Linked DNA regions of Mus musculus: region 1 is linked to region 2. A link is a contact called in public promoter capture Hi-C data. All regions are on one chromosome and are shown on one strand. Each heading gives the region's core, a stretch centred on a gene start, on an enhancer-like site or on the middle of the called end of the contact. The rest is flanking DNA. Distances are from core to core; before and after follow the strand shown. Region 1 holds the start of Chrm1 (cholinergic receptor, muscarinic 1, CNS). Region 2 holds the start of Slc22a27 (solute carrier family 22, member 27).

What was found. Promoter capture Hi-C pulls out the DNA fragments that hold promoters and counts their contacts.
Region 1: a contact with region 2 is called in a promoter capture Hi-C map of liver, with 2.7 times the contacts expected there. The contact joins the promoter of Chrm1 here to the promoter of Slc22a27 in region 2. A contact is called at or near these places in 4 of 39 promoter capture datasets (the C10 cell line, liver and stem cell-derived epiblast-like cells) and 1 of 9 other capture datasets (liver).

The regions. Positions count from the first base shown.
Region 1 is chr19:8,661,972-8,665,651 of GRCm38.p6, reverse strand. Chrm1 (cholinergic receptor, muscarinic 1, CNS) reads right to left here and starts at 1,647. Exons shown (of 3, transcript NM_001112697.1): 1 at 1,195-1,647; 2 at 652-743. 9830166K06Rik (RIKEN cDNA 9830166K06 gene) reads left to right here and starts at 2,317. Exons shown (of 3, transcript NR_045314.1): 1 at 2,317-2,911.
Region 2 is chr19:7,964,695-7,968,364 of GRCm38.p6, reverse strand. It overlaps Slc22a27 (solute carrier family 22, member 27), which reads left to right and starts at 2,338. Exons shown (of 11, transcript NM_134256.1): 1 at 2,338-2,403.

The DNA.
Region 1 (3,680 bases), core at 398-2,897, 700 kb before region 2:
CTTAGAACTTCCTATTGCTCTTCAAGATCCATTAAAGCCAAAGCTTCCAGTCCAGCATGGAGGTTAGAATGATACCTTGTAGCCCTGTCCTACCATCTCTTCCTCTTACATATCTCAACAGCGATCATGGTTTGCCTTGTAGCTGAGATCAGAGGGTAGAAAGCTTTCCTTGGGCAGCTCATGGAGTAGCTGGTTACTCTGAGACAGGAGACTGGCTACTGGAGACTGCTAGCCGGTGAGGCAGGGGTCACTGAGCCAATGGGATGAGCTGCAGATAGATGTGCACTGTAAGAAGAACTGAACCCCTCTCCACTGGCGCTAAGAACCTCTAAGGTGAAGAAATTTCCATGAGCCAACTGCCCCTTCTCCAGACACCTGTCTTAGAGGTGGCAACTCCAAGAGTCAGAGCCTCTGGATTTAACTCATCCTTACTGGAGTCAGGGAACATGTGTGTGCATCAGTACCCTTGTATTGCCCGAAACCTGCCTTCTGCAAGCCAAAGATACAAAAACACAGGGAGGGCCCTCTGGGTCCCCTCGCGTGCCAGGACCACATTGTCTGGGTGGTGTGGCTATCCATGTGCTTATCTGTCTCCAAAGAGCACTGGGGCTTTTTGCCTGGTCTCCTGCTGGCTTCTGGCCCAACACCCACCTTGGCATCCAGCTTGTCCATCTGGCCAGCAGCCTCATTCAATCCATCTTGGGGGGCTGAAGGTGGATAGGGGAGGTAGGATTCAGGGTTTCCTGAAGGAGGAGAGAAGGAGGCTCTGGGACTGGTGTCCCCAAAAGTATGTACATGGGGTCACTCTTCAACTAGGTGCTGGTAGCCAGGGCTGCCTCCTGCCCTTCCCCTTCTGCCTTTAGTGTGCTGGGGGATCTGCTAACCACACAGCCATCTAATCTCTTCTGAAGTCTAGGTTGAGTTTCCTAAGAAGGTCTTTACCTCTTCTGCCAGCTAAAGCACAGAAAAACATCAGATAAATCCACTGAGAAGCAGCAGACAGGGTGTTTGTAGCAGCCAATGCCCACTGCTAGAGAGCCCTCTTGGCCTCTAGACCCCTCCCTGGCCACCTCCCCTTTCAAGAATCCACCCCCATTCCTGTCTCATCCTTGTCCCTGCCCTGTCTCAGAGGACCCTGATGCTTCTGCACCCAGCTCAACACAGCCCCTCCCAAGCCCTTCCAAATGTACTCACCATGGGACCGGAGAGGGGTCTGTAGGGTCCTCAGCTTCAGTGCTTCTCCGGGGGCCTGCAGTGTCTCCTGGGACCCAAACACCTGGCTCCCGGGGGGAGCTGCGCCCTGTGCTGGCAGCCGGAGAGGCACAGCCAGTGATTGGCATGTCCCACCCCCTGGCACGCCAGCCTTGGGGGGGAGGGAGGAAGGGAAAGAGAGGGAGGGAGGAAAGGGAGGAAAGAAAGGGAGGGGGAGCAGGAGGGAAGCCTCAGGCAGCATCTGGGGTTGGACTAAGTCCTGGAGTGTGCCCCCCTTGTCCACAAGGGCACCCACTTTGAGCCTCGAGAGGGAGGAGGCAGGACATGAGGAAAGAGAGCCCAGGAAAGCTAAAAGTCCAAGAGGAGAGAGAAGGCGGATACAGGGAGACAAACACCCACACCCACTGCACACAGACTGGCGGCACACACACACACACACACACACACACACACACACACACACACACCCTCTCACAAAGGCACACTCTGTTTCCCGGGCACCTTCCCCCACCCAACCGGAAAGCCCCCAACTCCTGTGCACCATGTCCCAACACACATGCCCCGACACACATGCCCCATTATTCACATGCCTGCTTCCTTTGCATACCCTCCCCCCATGAACATGCCCACGCGCCCACCCACCCACCCACCCAGCCACACACCCTGCTCTTCCTCCCTGCTGTGAGGGAGCTAAATTCCTTCTGTTTGAAAATGACACATTGGGCCTCACGTGAGAGGTTCCAACTTGGACCAGACCCAGAGGGCTGGCTCACCCACCCTGGGACGGAGTGACATGCCCGCATGCTGGGCAGTGCACTCTGGTGTATGGAAAGGTCTGGTGTGAGGGTATATGTGTATCTGGTTTGTGGAGCACTGGAGAAACTGTGTTTGTTCCATATGCTGTTCAGGGTCCGGCATGTGTAGTATGACATGTGTGCTCATGTCATTATGCAGCCTACGTAAATCCAGGTGTGACCCTGCCAATCTGGAGCCAGAACGCATGTGGGAGCGTGTGTCTGTGCTCAGTGTATGTCTGAGTGTTGCCCAACTGTGGAATTGGCTAATTTTGACAAGTGAGGTAGCATCTACCTCCCTGACTGCTCCACCTCCAGCTTCCCCTTGGTAGACAGACAGACAGGCAGACAGACTGCTCTCCTCCCTGCTTGTCAAACTGTCTCCCCTGACTCCCACTTTAGGTTCACAGGTGTGTACCTGGGAAGTACGAGCCACTCCTCCTCTCAGCCTACGGTTTGACCCTCATCCCCCCTCCCCCCCAGGCTGGTTTGGATTTCTGTGTAGAGTCTCCTTGGAGATAGAGACAACCCCTGGGGGCTTTGTCATAGGGACCTGGGTCCAGCAATGCCCCAATAGAGACTTCCTGGAGAGCTGACCACCGAGGAGAATTGGAAACACTAAAAGCTCCTGTGTGTTTTGCCCCATGGGCTGTGATGAAGCCCTGGGAGGGAGGTGGGAAGGACCGAAATCAAGATTGCCTTTATGGAGGAGAGAAAGCTAAAGGTAGGTTCCAGGTGAGCTCTAAGCTCAGGGTTTTGGAGTCCGGGGCACACCCATTCTTCCTTCTCTCTTCATTTTCCTACCAATGTTGAGACTGGAGCTCAGTTGCCAAAGGAACCAGAAAAGGAAGAAATTGACGACGACTCTGGGGCTTGGGCCAGCAGATACGGGACACAGGTGGCAGGTACGTGTGGGGGCATCTGTACTCTTGAGGCTGCCAAGGGGTACCCAGTGCGCCTTCTCTCTGTGTTTGGTCATATACTACAGTTTGGGGCGGAGGGGGTGTCGGGGTCAGAGGATCTGAACAGCTCCTCCTCCCACCTTCGGTGGCATTAGACCCTTAGGGTTAGGTCAGAAAACAAGCAGTCTCTGTGGCAGGCTGCCCCCTACTGGGCCATCCTTAGGTTGCGGGCTGCATGTTGGGAGAGCCGTGGGGGTGCGTGTACTTGTGCGTGTACACGTGGTTTAGAGTGGGGGAGTTAGGCCTCCACATCCATTTCCGAGTCTGAATCAAGCTTCCTCTTTGCCCCCTTCCCCCATTCTTCTTGCTCTCCCTTTTCTCCCACCGCCTCTGCACATGTCCCTTTAGAAATAAAAACACTTATTTTGTGGGCGGGAGGGGAGGGTGTCCAGCTTTCCTCTGCCTCCTCCTGAGTGTCCTCATCTTTGGTCCGTGCAGCGTTCTGGAGTCTGTGCAGCTACAGAAGAAGGGGTCTATAGCCCCGTACCTCCTGTTGTATCACGCTTTTTGCATTCCCGCCTAGCTTGGCTAGGTCTCCTCATACCAGTTGGGGAAACTGAGGCACGAGGGAAGAAGGGAGGCAGCGCGGGGAGAAGAGCTCCCGCCCGGCTCGCTCGCCACCCCCGCACTCGCGCCGGATTTAGCCGCAGGGAGGCTGGGAACATTGTCTTTATTTTAAGCCGCCGAGTGCGGCACGAACGCGGCTGCTCCC
Region 2 (3,670 bases), core at 1,089-3,588:
GAGAACAAGAGTTGGTTTCAATAGTAGATGCTTTTCTGATACTCAAACTGCACATCCTGTATCTGCATTTCCTTCCTTTTTCACTTTAGAATTTTGCAAGTGTGGTACTAATAAATATTGTTAGGGTAAAGGCAGTTCTACTGGCCTCTTCTCAAATGCTGGAATGTCAGTTCACAAGGAAACTCAGTTAGGCATAAGCAACAAAATGCCTTCCTATAGTACTTATTTATATAACAGGAAATGTACCTTTTAAAACCAAATAAACCCAGACCTAGATTTGAAAACTTGTAGGGTGGGGTTCTTGCTCCAAAGGCACCATTCTATTCCATTTTGCATCAGCAATTGGTTCACCTGCCCCTGCCATTAGGATTCCAGGTACACATGGTGCATAAGGTGTGTGCTCCAGAAAAAACTACCATCAGTTTATTTTTTATGTTTCCTCTCTCTGTTCTTTCTGTGTGACCCTCTATAGCCCCTCCCTCTGTCCTCATGATCACTCAGTGCTGTCTCTCTTTCTGTCTGTCTGTCTGCCTGTATGCACATCCACTTTTCTAACTTTATTCTTACCCCAGGTCCTGACTCCCATCTCCTCCATCAATAAAGCTCTTTTGTACCAGATCTTTTGCATGCTCAATGTTTTTCAGGGGTTCATCTTGGTAGATCCTGACAAAGGTACCCCTGGCTGTATTATATTTCATAACAGTCAGGCAATAGAATCAAAGTTGGGCTCTCTTAAAATCTCTGCCAATGAAATTAGTCCCAAACCTTTGAATTTGGCCACTGGCAGATTTCTAGGACAAGGACAGGAAGCAGGCACATTCTCTGCAAAATATCACAAGAATGGTCACTATCCCAGTTGCCAATATTATTCCCTTCTGTAACTTCTTGAGCTGAGCCTCCATAGTCATCATTAATGTCAGCACTGTTGTCTTCCAAGCTTAAATATGAGCAAATACTAAGTGGAGCTTAGTAGATACTAAGAAATGATGTTGTACCACTTTCTAGTTCAAAGTACCCAAATTTTCCGTATTTTTCCAAAAACTGCATATCCAGCCCCATAACAGAAATAAAACACCCTCTGATACCAATTTTTGTTAAAATAAATTTTGTATCCCTGTGAAGAGAAACCAGAACAAGCACAACCTATAAAACAACATATTTAATTTAGGGCTTGTTTACAATGTCAGGGCATGAGTCCACGTTCATAAAAAGAGCTTGGCAACAATACTGGCAGGCAAAACACTGAAGTACTAGTGACAAGCTTATATTGTTATATGCAAGGTGGAGGCAAAGAGAGAGAAAAGCTAAGTAGTAATGGAATGCACATTTTAAACCTCTAAGCCTAGTCCTAGTGACAAATGTCTTTCACCAAGGCCACTCCTCTTACTTTCATCAACAATTTCCATACACTGAGAACCAAGCATTCAAACAAATGTGTCTGGGAGGAACATTCTTATTTGAAACAGCTTTTGTATGGTGTTTTGCATTAACTAATTTAACTTTAATTCTATTCCTTAACTCTTTTAGCAAGCTTTAATATTAAACACAATACATTGAATAAAAAACAAAATGGGTCACCTTGGAGCCTTTTAAATTGCATGTTCTGAAAGGCATAACATGTTATAGTTTAACTTTTTTGATTCCTGAGATTTGCAGATCAATGTCCATATTTGACCACGGAGCATTGTGTAAACAAAATACCTTTTAAAATAAATCTTTAACAAGTTCAATTGCTGAAATAGAAACAATGGTAGGAAGCTTGTTGATTTTAAAAGAAGCTAAAGAGAGAAAAGTTCATTACTAATGGCATGGACATTTTAAACTTTTGTTAGCTCACTAAAGGATAATTTTTCTATGACAGCAATGCAGAAGTTAGTAGGGACACATGAAGAACAGCTCAGGACTATTTAGGGTGTCTTTGTGAAATATAATTTTTAAATGCTTTGTACTAATACTTTTCTATAGTAAAGTATTATTTGTCCCTCTTTGTAGATAGCTATTCAGCTTCGATGGCCTTTCAAGAATTCCTGAATCAAGAGGGAAGCCTAGGGAGATTCTAGATCTTTCATATAATTTTTCATTTCCTCCTCAACGCTATTGTGACACCTCATATTGCAATGGAGAACTTTACTGCGGCCATTCCTAGTCATCGCTGCTGAATCCCCATCTTTGACAATGACACTGCCTCTGATAATGACAATAGGATCCTGAGCCAAGATGACCTCAGGATCTCTATTCCCCTGGACTCCGACCTGAGACTGGAGAAATGTCATCATTTTGTCCAACCACAGTGGCATCTTCATTTGAATAGCATGTTTTCCATGTGTGACAGAGCCAGACACTGAGCCCTGTGTGGATGGATGGGTGTGTTACAGGAGCAACTTCTTATCCACTGTGATCGAGGTAAGGCATTCCCCAAAATGATTTCATTGTGGGGTTTTACCAATAGTACAAATAGTGGATATTCAATTAGCTCAGTCTTCAACTTTAAGCCAACATTAATTACTGATATTTTAAATGTGAACATTTCTCATTCTTCTAATATTTTATTCTAAGGTTGACCACAGTTTATGAATTAATTTATTTATCAGTGTTTTCTAGAATCTAAGTATGTGGACCACCTGTGTGCTTGGTACACTAAGAGGTAAGAAGAGGGTGTTGTATCCTAGGAAACTGAAATTAGAGATGTTTGTGAGCCACTATGTATGTGCTGAGAACTGAATTCTGGTTCTTTGCAGCAGCAGTAAGTGCTCTCTATTGTTTAGGTATCTCTTCAACCTAAATCTCTTCAATGAATTATTAATTCATTTTTAGCAAATCCTTATGTGCCTTCTTGGACATGTTATGACAGGACAGTGTTATTCAGCCTCAATTTAAAATTTAAAAGAAATGGGTGATTATATAAAACCACAAGGTCAGCTAAGGCTATTGCTCAAAGGAAGAGTGATTATGTTTCATGTGTGTGACTCAGGATCCTTTATCAGCCTTGTCTAAGAAAAGATATTATATTTTACCTCTATAACAGGATAGAATGTTTCTCATTGTTAGAACACTGTATCACTTAGTTAAATACTCATTCTACCAAAAGTAACAAAAGAAAATAGGAAAAAAATAAGAGAGGGATGGAGAGAGAGGTGAGAGGCAGTCATTCAGGCTCTGTCAACAGCTAGTGAAATAATGTCAGAGTTTATATACTAGTATATAGGATCCCGAAAATTCCTTAAGTCAGATTGCATCAAGTATCTCTTCAATTAATTTGATATTTTATTTAATCATTTATTGATTTATTTATTGTTTTACACTCCAGATTTTATTCCCTTCCTCTCAGTCCACATCACATAAATTTTCCCTATGCTCCTGTCTCTAGGATGTCCCCACCCTCTACCTGCCACCTATCCAGACCTCTAAACTCTCTGGGGCTTCTAGTCTCTTGCAAGTTAGGTGCATCTTCTCAGACTAAGCCCAGACCCAGCAATCCTATGCTATATATGTGTGTTGGGGGCCTCATATCAGCTGTTGTATGCTGCATGGTTGGTGGTCCAGGATCTGAGAGATCTCTGGGGTCTAGGTTAATTAAGACTGCTGGTCCTCTTGCAGGGTCACCCTCTTCAGTTTCTCCCAGATTTTCCCTAATTCAACCACAGAAGTCAGCTGCTTCTGTACATTGGTT